Regions from separate parts of the Mus musculus genome. Here region 2 is linked to region 1. The links are chromatin contacts, called in public promoter capture Hi-C maps. All regions are on one chromosome and are shown on one strand. The core of a region is the stretch at or near the end of the contact, and the rest is flanking DNA. Distances in the headings are between cores, read along the strand shown.

Evidence for each region. Promoter capture Hi-C pulls out the DNA fragments that hold promoters and counts their contacts.
Region 2: a promoter capture Hi-C map of hippocampal neurons shows a contact between it and region 1, with 8 times the contacts expected there. The contact joins the enhancer-like site here to the promoter of Tmem38b in region 1. A contact is called at or near these places in 8 of 39 promoter capture datasets (the 3T3-L1 cell line, 3T3-L1-derived adipocytes, cranial neural crest and 4 more) and 1 of 115 datasets of contacts at active chromatin or transcription factors (astrocytes).

The regions. Positions count from the first base shown.
Region 1 is chr4:53,822,348-53,828,013 of GRCm38.p6, forward strand. Tmem38b (transmembrane protein 38B) reads left to right here and starts at 3,698. Exons shown (of 6, transcript NM_028053.2): 1 at 3,698-3,873. The coding sequence starts at 3,762.
Region 2 is chr4:56,826,344-56,832,788 of GRCm38.p6, forward strand. It overlaps Ctnnal1 (catenin (cadherin associated protein), alpha-like 1), which reads right to left. Exons shown (of 19, transcript NM_018761.3): 9 at 3,141-3,299; 10 at 909-1,001; 11 at 1-81. Among named protein-coding and RNA genes, the nearest start is that of Elp1, 27 kb to the left of the region's middle. Within about 2 kb of position 3,503, at least 97 of the 459 cell types and tissues checked have an H3K27ac peak or open chromatin away from gene starts, as enhancers often do. A contact at or near this core is called in astrocytes, where this site is marked.

The DNA of each region.
Region 1 (5,666 bases), core at 2,448-4,947:
CAACCAGAAGATGGTTAGAGGACAACTTTTTTTTTTTTAAAGATTTATTTATTATTATATGTAAGTACACTATAGCTGTCTTCAGACATAACACAAGAAGTGGGCGTCAGATCTCATTATGGATGGTTGTGAGCCATCATGTGGTTGTTGGAATTTGAACTCAGGACCTTTAACCTCTTAACCACTGAGCCATCTCTCCAGCCCCCCGGGGACAACTTCTGTGTGAGCTATTCTTTCTGTCACTGTGGGTTCTGAGGATTAAACCCAGGCGATCAGGTTTGTGTAGCAAGGACTTTCACTGAGATGTCTTCGGGGCCCCCAAATCTTTTAGGTCCACTTCCCTATCACTCTTGACCAGAGAGACATATTGCTACAGATGTGCCATAGAGAGCTGGCAGCTACCATACTGGTGACTGGCAGTTTACCTTTGCTGACCAGTAGATACTTCCTTTGGGGACATCAGGTTTTTATTTAGGTACGTTTATACTTGGAGAATCTTTCCAGTCTAATAGTTTTATATTTACTGGAAGTATAAATGATGCTGATACTTAGAGAAAAAGATTTTCATTTCAAATGTAAGAAATAAGGGCTAAGGTCATATGTTCCCAGACATAACACCAAAGGTGTTATTATTACCAAATACACAGCAAGTAGAGTTGAGTGGATTCTCAGACTGACTTAATCACTGAAACCTCGTGAGGCAGAGTCTCACTGTGCTGATTGGGTATGGTCAGTATTCTGAGTGTGACCAGCATTCCCTAGTTAACCCTCCTTTCTAATTCTGAACATGAAAACAGGTTAAATTCAAGCCAGGCATACCTTTAATCCTAGCTCATCGGAGACAGAGGCAGGTGGCTCTGAGTTAGAAGTCAGCCTGGTCTGCAGAGTTCCAGGATAGCCAGGGCTACACAGAAACACTCTGTCTGTCTCCTCCCTCCCCCTCCTCAAATAGGGGTTAAATTGAAGCCCATGTGTTTTGTGTGTAATATAATTTGATGTCGACAAGCTATTAAGTGGCTATAAATAGGCTATTAATATTATATTAGGTGAGGTTGTCCGATGGCTCAAGTGGATAAAGTCATCTGTAACCAAGCCTGAGAATCAGAGTTTGATACCTGGGAGACCCACTTGGTGGAAGGAGAGAACTGACCTCCATTGAGTTATTCTCTGACCTGCAGAAGTATATTGAATCACATACACGTAACCTCCACATACACTTAGTTATCGTGTGATAACTAAGTGTAATTAATTTAAGAAAATAACTTCAGATAAAAAATGCCTATCCAGAATACTAAAGTTTAAAAATAAGATTGTTCCCGTTAAAATGAAACCTTTTTTTTTTTTTTGTTCTTGAACTCTTTCTTCATGGTTCTTAAAAAAATTATTATAATAGATCTGTCAAAGTTAAAGACATGCCACTCCGTGGCTAGGAAGCAGTATTGCAGGAAAGAAAGGAAATGCCTTTTGTGAAGCTGAGTATCTCAGACATGGAGTCAGGGAGAGACGTGAACAAGCAGAAACTGACATGTGTTATAAGAACTAACCGTCTGGCGTGGCCCCAATGTTTGTATTAATAGAGCCACTGCCCTTGATTCATTTACCAGCATAGCTCTGGACTGTGCAGGATTTTGTAATCCTCCCCACCCTGGGAACATTTCGAAATAACGAGATATTTTTGATCATTACAACTGGTGTGTGTGTGTGTGTGTGTGTGTGTGTGCATGTGTGCATGCACAAGGGATACTATTGAATATCCTACAATACCTAGGGTAGTCCAAAAAGATTTGTTCAGTTCAAATGCCAATGGTTCTACTGTTGAGGAACTTGGTTTAGAAAAATACTAGTTTCACGTGCTTCTAAACAACAACAAACAACAACAACAACAAAATGCATTAAAGAGCTTGGGTCACAGCTCCTTAGCTGATAATCTGATTAGCCCAGTTTTGTTTTCTAAGGTGTATACCTTAGATTTATTTTATCAGCAACTTTTGTAAATCACTTTCAGACATCAGGAAAAGGCTGAATAGTCCAAGATGAACTGTCCCAAATCCCTCCTTTCTTCTTTCCTCTTCTAAGTCTTCCCTCGGTTCACTCCGGTTTTCCTCAACTACACAGCATTCCATTAGACCAGGTAGTTTATGTAGTGGCCAGAAGCAAATATGATAAGCACATACAAAATATGGATAGAGCTTTTCTGTGTGTGTGATCTTCCTAGTTCATTTCTTTTAGATCTTATAAATATTGTCTTTAGGCAGTAGGCAGATGTGAGCACACTTCGTTTTGCACTCATGTGGTGAGTCAAATGTCAGGGAGCCTGCAATATCTCTGAGCAGAGCTAATAAAGCCTTGACTGTTTATTTTATTATATTTATAATAAACAAAGTGTGCCAGAAGCTAAAAAGAAATGTTTCCCTGTAAAAAGTGTTTGCTTAGAAAAGCAGATCAAAAAGTATTTAATCAAGGCTATTGTTTCTTGACAAGTTATGAAATGAAGAATGTTGCTACCACTTTCTTACATTTGAAACCTGGTGTTTAGGACAGTGGTGCCTCTGGCAGCCAGTAAAATGCTCGGTACAAAGCACGGGTGTAAATAACATTTGCTAAGTGAGTTAATACCGAGGCTAACCTCAGGAGGAAAAGGCGATTGCCCTTTGCAGCAATATAACAGTCACCTACCTGCTCCCTCAATAGCTTGTGTGTACCCATGCCAAGTAACAACATGATCTGTTGACATGTCAAATAAAAATGTGCCAAATTTACCTTTTTTTTCTTAAAATCCAGTCTCACTTTTTCCCTTTACTTTTAGTTCTTTTTGCAACCAATTTCAGCAGATAGCTCCTTTTCTTGTTTTTCAAAACCTGGCTCCTTTTGCTGTCATTACAGGTGGTGTTTGTATCCACTTTAGTCTGCTTGGCAGTCTTTCTCTATCTGTGGCTTTGTCCTTAAGACCTGCATCTACTACTACTACCTTTTGTCTTGGATTAGTGAATGCATTTCTGATTTCCCTAGTCTCTTCTCATGAATCTTTGGTGCTGGATTGCAACTTCAGAGACCTGCCCATCTTCTTCACCCCAACTACCAATTCAGCACATGCTTTTGATAAACAAGACTGAGGACAATGTAGCGACTGATCAAGAGCTTAAACCACCTGGTTTCACTGCGAAAGACTTTTATTTCTTTTACAACTTCATTTTTCAGGTTGTAGTCTAGCCAAAATAACTTCTAATATTTACAGACTTGCTTTTAATACCGTGTGCATTTCCCTGCAATGGTCTTCTCTAACCATCTGCTTTGGCGTGGCATCCATACTTTTTATGCTTTGTGAAATTCCGTGAGTCCTTAAAATTTTTTTTTCCCTCTGGGAAAATTCAAGTTTCATGGGGATATGGATAAAACATTACCGTTTTATTATCTTTCATATCTTCACTAAGTAATAAATGAGTTACATCGTGGCTGTTCAGAAAAAGAGGAATGGCATCCGTTTACATAGAATCTGACTTTGAGCGTTGCCCGTTGCCCCTTGGGTCAGCTGGCACTGACTGCAACACTGAGAAAATGTCATACCTTTTTTAGGAGAACCAGGGCCAGGGCCCCGCCCCTCGTTCCGGCTCCGGCCCCGCCCCCGTTCCGGACCCCGCCCCCCTAGGCTCCAGGGCGCACGCGCAGGGCTGAAGCTGGCGCGGCCGTCCCCTCCCCCACCCCCTCCGCCGGAGGGGAACCGGCTGCCGCGGCTGCTGGGGCCGGCGGCGTCGGTAGTCGTCATGGAGTACCCGTGGGATGATCTGACTCTGGCCTTTTCCCGCACGTCCATGTTTCCCTTTTTTGATATCGCCCACTACCTGGTGTCGGTGATGGCGCTGAAGCAGCGGCCAGGTGAGTGAAGGGGCCCGACGCGCTCCCGGTTCCGCGTCCTCACTGCGGGAGGCAGGGACGCCGGGATGCCCTGCGGCCCACCCCTCAGTACCGAGCACGGGACTCAGACGTAGGCTGAGGAAGGTCATGTAGACCCCTGAGCGGGACGTCTCAGGTGGGACCTAGCACCTTGCTAGCGTGTTGAACCAGGAGAGGGGGTGGCTTTGCGGTTTCTCAGTCAGCCACTGGAGGCACGGTCCGGGTAACAGTCGCTTGGCATGTAGTTCAGCCCTCTGTGAAACATGTGGGATGGGATGGGATTTTCACAACGTTGAGTTCCATGAACCATGTGACCAAAAAGCAGTGTTTGTACTCCTGTCTTTGACATTGAATGTAGTGGGTTTCCTTTTAAAGTTCCCCATTTTCCCATTATTTTTCTGAGTCTGTCTTTGAGTTCAGGCATTTCTCTGCCTTCCTTGTCCGGGAGGTGAAGGGTGAAAGTTTAAGGGTTGTCTTACCTTTTCTGGACCACTAATTCTTTAAATCCTTGCCTCATACGTTTTTGAGAGTTTTCTGTGTCTAACTCGTGGAGGAACAGGTCATCCTCGTGGGAGACTGTTTCTCTGATTAAAGAGAACTACAGTTTCGTTACTGCTCCATATCTAGAATCCGATAGTATCTTGTATTGACTAAATCAGACGTTTTCAAAGTGTGGCTCACTTCCCAGGTTCTTCCCTGTCACACACTGTAAAGTTCATTATTTTCATAATGTATCTTCAGAGGTTATTTATCCGTTCTTGCCTTTATGAGTGTACAGCGAAGTTTCCCAATGGCCGTGTGACTTAACAGTGTTGTAAGAGATAATGAAACAGCTGATGAGTCCAAGCATTTCTGTTTGAGGCTAGACATTAAGGAGATTTGCCTAATTAGATAGCAATGTGCCTTTTCTCACGAAATACTTTTTTGATTTTGAGAATAGTTATTTTAGTAAAGAACACATTATTTACATTTAATGCATTATTTTAAAATCCATATGTAACTGCTTTAAAAACTGTTAACGTTTCCAAATGCTAAATATAAACACCAACTCTAGGTCCTTCCTTGTTACTGGAGATAGAAGCTACTGAAGTACCCACCCACTGAGTAGAGCCCCAGGCCAAGAAATTTTAAAAATATTTTTAAAGGTATGATCTACATAAATATATTCGCTATTTTTTTATCACAAAGTTATATGATAAAAATATAAAGTATTTTATATTCCAAAGCACTTTATCCCTCTGTAGTCTCTTCCCCTAAATTCTGGCATCCCATTCATGCCCTCTTTAAATTTTAGGGGTCAGTATGGGTCTAAAATTTGAGAATCACTTGGATAATTGAATGCTAATTACCAAGGAGGGAAACATGTTTTTCTCCCAGTACTAGGAAATGATAGTATTCAGAGGAGAATGCCTGCGCCAGCATCCAGGGAGTGTGTTAGAGGACCTAGTAACTTTAAGAGTAGTAATTATTTTCAGTCCTCACCATCTTGCCATTTTCATAGAGAACCATTTTCATTTGCATTTTTCATGGTTATTAATGTACATGCTTCCTTGGTTTATGGGTCATTTGTATTTAATTCCTGTGAATGCCAAGTCTCTTTTGCCTGTTTATCAGGATGTAGATTGTTGTCTCATTTTATTGATTCTCTTTATGCATCATGGACCTTTCATTGTAAGTGCTGAAGCTTCCCTCCCCCCCCCCCCCCACACTCGTTAAATTTTAGCTTTTAGTGCAGAAGTTTTAAAAAGTTTATGGTTAGGGCTGGAGAGATGGCT
Region 2 (6,445 bases), core at 2,253-4,752, 3.0 Mb after region 1:
AGCTTCACAAAACACATCCAGGTTTTCCTTAGCGATTTTGCTAGACGGATGCAACGTCAACGTTTCAGCAGCAGAAATGATCTAAACAGGCATCAGAGGCATGCGTGTGATCTTTAAAGTCTCAGCCCTGGGAACCATTCTGGACATTAAGTCATCAGTAAGCTGATGAATTTTCACATTGCCACTTCCGGTTATCAGTCAGTATTTTAATAGCAAAATGTGCTATCTGCCTAACTTGAGATAGTTACTCTGCATCTAATAGAATCTTGTTCAAAAACTTGCATGGCCAGAAACATTGTTTTTGTTTGTATGTTTTTATTTACTAATGTTATGTGTATGTGCATGTGTGTACGTGCATGCGTGTGTACGTGCGTGCGTGTGTGTGTGTGTGTGAGTATGTGTGCATGCGCACACAAGTACAGGCACAGTCTGATGTATATGTGGAGGTTGGTTCTCTGTTCCCACCATGTGGGGCCTGGAGCTGTCACTGGCTGCTCAGCAGTCACCTTTATGTACTGAGGCATCTAGCTGCCCCTGCTTTGTTTCTTAAATCAATGTCCTTAGGAATTATTAAACTGAACTGTATTTTGTGGCTTGTTAGATACTGATATATCTTTCTTTGCAAGTATATTAATGTGACCTGCATTATAAACAGCTTCATTTAAAAGAGATATAATCTAGCATTTCAGTGAAATGTGCCAATTTCAGTTTGGCAGAAAAACCAGATGATCCAATGAAATGTCAGCCGTGTCCAGTACATCACCAACCAACTTCCAGTGACCCACTTTCTCTCTTCTTCCTCTCAGCAGATCTGGCCTCCACTGAGGCAAACCTTTCTGCTTGTTTCCTCAGTCTGCTACACAGTCAAATAACACACAACATAGAGAGGATAATGTCCATTTCCATACCTGTTGGCCAGTCACCTGAAATGTCTCCTCTGCATGTATGCACGTTATCTCAAGGGGTTCTGTGCCGGATATATGCCGCAACAATCGACATGTCTGCAAAAACCATGTCCACAGGTCACCTTCTACACCCTCATCCTTCCCATATGATTCTTATGTTTACAAACCTAAGAATGGATCTGTACAGGCCAAAGCAGGAACAAACATGGGCAGAGCATGCTGTTTCCGCTCCCTATCTGACCGAGGCAAGGCGGTCACAAGACGTGAGAACCACAGGGAACCTTTGAAAGGTCTAGCTTAGTGTGTGTGTTGCTGCATCTGCCTCCAGGGTCCCGCTGCTAAACTGACAAGTATCACAAGCTACGGCTCTCTCAGGGCTGAGACTTTTCCTCAAGATCAATATATGCACACGCCTTTCTTCTTTGAGCTAGCAATGGATTGGGTAGACTGGTTATAAAGAAGCAGAAAGCTTCCTTTAGAGAAAATTAGTAAACACCATGAGACTTAAAAGGAAACGTTTTGACTTTGTTTTATAGTTTAAAAGGTTTGTTATAGGTTTCCTAAAGTTTCTTTCTCCACGGCCATAATAATTGGTTTCTAGAAAGAGCAGAAGCAAATCTATTAAATAAAGGAAATAAATAGCCACTTTGAGAATGTTCCTCAGAGGCTTCCAGGCTGCTGTGTAGACAAGCAAAGAAGAGGAAGCCAGGCTCAATAGTAGCATCGATGACCTTTAGGATTGTTGAGCAGGGTATATGATAATATGAAGACTGTATTTGTATATGCTGTGATAGTTGGAATGAAATGGCCCCATAGGTTCATAGAGACTGGCACTATTGGAAGGTGTGGCATTGTCAGAGGAAGTGTGTCTCTAGGGACAGACTTTGAAGTCTCAGAAGCTCAAGCCAGGCCTCGTGTGTTTCACTCTCTTTTCCTGCTGCCTATGGATCAAGATGTAGAACTCTCAGCTCCTTCTCCAGCATTATGTCTACCTGCACGCTGCCATGCTTCCAGCCATGATGATAATGGACTAAACCTCTGAAACTATAAGACAGCCGAAATTAAATGTTGTCCTTATAAGAGTTGCCATGATCATGGTGTCTGTTCACAGCAGTAAAACCCTAACTGAGACACAATGGCCAAGACTGATCTCACACATGCATGCATGATTAAGGGTTTTCTGTTTTCTTTTCTTTCTTTCTTCCTTTCTTCCTTTCTTTCTTTCTTTCTTTCTTTCTTTCTTTCTTTCTTTCTTTCTTTCTTCCTTCCTTCCTTCCTTCCTTCTTCTTCTTCCTCTTCTTCCTCTTCCTCTTCTTCTTCTTCTTCTTCTTCCTCTTCTTCTTCCTCTTCCTCTTCCTCTTCCTCTTCCTCTTCTTCTTCTTCTTCTTCTTCTTCTTCTTCTTCTTCTTCTTCTTCTCCTTCTTCTCTTCCTTTTTTTTTTAAACTAGCAGATCCATGGTAACATTTTTAATGAGTTAAGATCAGCTGGAATTTGGGGGGTGGGTGGGTAAGGGGGACTTTTGGTATAGCATTGGAAATGTAAATGAGCTAAATACCTAATAAAAAATGGAAAAAAAAAAATCAGCTGGAATTATAATTATACAGCAAGTGCCAGGTGACTCCCTGGGTTGGGGCAGAGTGGGAGAGTTCAGGAAGGGTCAGAGGTCTTCTCATTGTCCTCCTCCCTTCTCCACTCAGCTTTCTGCCTTGGGTAGCTAACTTGGGTTTGCCATAGCTGTGTTTGGACAGAGGAAAGGAAAGAGAAGTTCTTTCCTTTACTGGGTCACCCTGGGCCATCAATGTGCTTAGTTCACAGACTTCCAGGTTCTGCCTCCCCCACCAACTTGCCCTGGCTCTGTAATCACGGGCTCCCCCACAACTGTCTATGCAACACTGAGCCCAGCTCTCTTGCTAAGCACTTGTCACGGCATGCTAGCTTCAGACTCAAACAGAAACAGCGTTACTCCACTGCACCCCAGAGCCCAGTCTGAGAAAACAAAGAAAGGAATACTTAAAAATATATTTTATGGTTCTAGTACATTTTATTGTTTTGTTTTAGAGGCTAAACTATTGTCAGAACAGGGTAGACGTGTGTTATACCTTACAGATTCCAAAGAGAAGAGAAGGCAATACTCAGATGGGCAGTTAGTCAAAAACATGTGCTAATATTCTCTCCATAACTTTGCTATCATATGGTGAACCACAGTTTGTTTAATAAGCAAATCTATTACTCACCTCCACAAGCTGTTCTTTCTGCTCAGAGAGTTTACAGGCATACTCAGCCAAAGCTTCCAAATTTCCTTCTACTCCAGTAACTTTTAATGCTTTTAAAACCACATGATCAGCATGGAATTTTAACAGGTCGGCTGCCAGCTGCATGGCTGTACAATGGAGCTGAAGGAGACAGAAAGGCATCAGAGCAGGAAAGGAGACAAAAAAACGTTCATGACCCAGCAGCCGAGAAGAGCCCCAGTGACTACAGAAGAGAACCCCCACAGCGCTGAGGCGGAGCAGCCCCTGTGGTCACAGGAGAAGGCCTGGGATGCAGGGAAACATGGAACTCCTTCCAGCAGCCGGGTGTGTGGAGGACGAGCCCTGGCCACTCAGTGGAGGAGGAGCCTGGCCTCTGCACTCTGCCAGCCAGGCCTCTCCCACACAGCCTCTCTCCCTGTGGAACATGCTTCTGCTATTGATAAAGATGGTGAGAAGTGGGGCAGAATTAAGAGTTTACTGCTCAAGAGCTGGAGAGATGGCTCAGCTATGCAGAGGGCTGTCTGCTCCTCCAGAGGTTCTGGGTTGGATTCCCAGCAGCCACGTGGCAGCTCACAACCACCTGTAACTGCAGTCCCAGGGGATCTTTCACCATCTTCTGGCCACTTTGAGCACTAAGCATACACTTGGAGTCTAGATATACATGAAGGCCATACAGCCACAGACAGAAAAACTTAAAAATTTTCAATGTTAAATAAAACTTTAGTGTTCAGACTACTACAAGGAATATCTAACAGAGGGCCATATCATCAGCAGGTTTAAGGGGACAGTAATACAGCTCAAGCAAGGCCTAAATTTAATTGCCAGTATTGAATAAATAAAGAAAACAAAAACAAAAGGCAACAGTTGGGGTGAACAGCTCACCAATATGTAAAGGGTCTCAGTCTAATTTACAGCATTTAAGAATATCACTGTGGGGCTGGAGAGATGGCTCAGTGGGTAAGAGCACCTGACTGCTCTTCCGAAGGTTCGGAGTTCAAATCCCAGCAACCACATGGTGGCTCACAACCATCTGTAACGAGATCTGACTCCCTCTTCTGGAGTGTCTGAAGACAGCTACAGTGTACTTACATATAATAAATAAATAAATAAATAAATAAATAAATAAGTAAATAAGTAAATAAGTAAATAAATAAATCTTTTAAAAAAAAAGAATATCACTGTGTGTGTGTGTGTGTGTGTGTGTGTGTGTAAGTTACATGGCAGGTGGTTTGGGATTTGTTCAAAAAAATAAAATAAAAGGGACATTACTTTCAAGAAAACCTGACTATGAATTAAACCTGGTAGAATGAATCAATTTCTTTTCTCATTGAAGTAACCGGATGTCAATTCAAGTGATAGGATAGGACTTTGTATAAAATAAACAGTGGAGCTGTCTGCATTTATCAACCAAGTCAGAATAATCACAGCCAAAAAGGCACTAAACTACTTTCCTGTGTGTCACAGAAGGATTTTAAAGGACCTAATTCAACCAGCCGGGCCTTAGAGAATATCTAACACCACGTCTTTGTGCAACTTGTCCACAGCGGCTGAGTGACTTGCCAAGGTCTTATAGCTCTTAGGAAGGCAGTGAGGACAACTCATTAGCAACAAAAGAGGAAGAAGCCAGAACAAATACCCTGTTCCTGTCCGCGCTGTCCGAGGGCAGCTTTTCCCACCCTTAGATTAAAAGACTACGGCTGACGTGGTAAGGAGACGAAGCCTGTAGGGAAGTCTAGGGTCACCAAGGGTCTCACGCAGCACTCACAGCTGAGCAGCTCAACAGTTAATTAAATCTTAATATGAGGAAATCACACTGTCGGGGAAATCACATCCTTCTGCACTTAACAGGAAACGTAAAGGAAGTCTCAATAGATCTGTCAGTCTCTGGTTAAAATGTGAAACACACCACCCACGTACAGTGCAGAAACAAATACCCAGAACCCAGTCTCACTCTCCAGAGACTTGGACCCGCTTCAAAAGCACAAAGAAATAAACAAAGCAGAGATAAGGGTAAGGAGAGGTTTTTGTGAGGAGGATCAGGGAGGGACAGTTTGACATGGGAGTTGCAGTATTGAGGTGTAGGGAACAGAACTTCTGAAAAGAAAAAAAAAACTCTAAAAAGCATCCATGAGAGAGAAGGTCAGAGTACTATCTCTACAGTACGAAGCCATAGTGTGGCTTTGTCTGTTACTGGCCTAATGCTCAATGGTAGAGCACTTCCCTAGTATGCCTAAGGCTCTATTCCTAGATCTCCAAAAACAAACAACAACAACCGGCTCCAGACTGTGACACATAGGGTACAGGTCACAGAAAACTGTCCTTCCCCAACTTCCTATCTTCCCTCTTTGTGCCTCAGCGGGGCAAAAATCGGTATCAGCAGCCACAGCCCAAAATGGCAAAGGAAAGAGACCCTGGGCTCTGTAAGTCGTAGCAGGGCTGGGGTGCTGGGCAGTCCTACAGCCGCATGGAAAACGAGATGCCAACTCTGGAAGGAACCTTCAGGGTCTTTTACTGAGAACAACCGAGGACTTGGACATCTGCACAAAGGGCCAGACAGCAGGCATGGAGGCTTTGCAGGCACAGAGGCAGTGAGGCTGCCCAGCTGTGGGACACAGACAGAGAACAGTATATATACTACACACAAATATCCAGTGTGTCCCCAGTCAGGGCTGATAAAACCGGACGGCCGTGAGGCAGCGTGAGCAAGGCTGACGGAGAAGTGACCTCAGGACTTGCAATTCTGCGTGCCCAAGTCAGTCATGGGTGAATGCACTTGCCTCCAGAACAAGGAAATCTCCTCAACTCAAGGATGTTTGTTAAAAACAAAAATCAACTTTCACTTCAATGAGGCATAATTTATACACAAAATGCTCCCACTTTAAAGGTACAGTTTGATGGGTTTTGCAGATATGTAAGTCATAGAACTACCTCCACAGTCAATGTTTCAAACATCTCCATAGATTCAGAAAAGCCACCTCTGCCCCTTTGTAGTAAATACCTCAAATGAAGCCACTGATCTGACTCCCGCCCTTGAGAATTAGTGCTTCCCCACCTAGAGTTGTTTTCTCAGTTAGAGCACATGCCTGCTCACTCTTCTGTACCGGGTTCTTCACTCCGTGTGTGGTGTAGTCTGGGATTCATCTTACCGCTGTGCTGCTGGGCAGTATCAGGTAGAGCTCTCTTAAGGTGTCTATCGGTCCCCAGCTATTGTGACTAAGGCTGCTATGCCTACTCCTGTGAGAGCTTTGAGAGTAATAGTGTCAGTGAGTGGCGACTTCACACTAGTA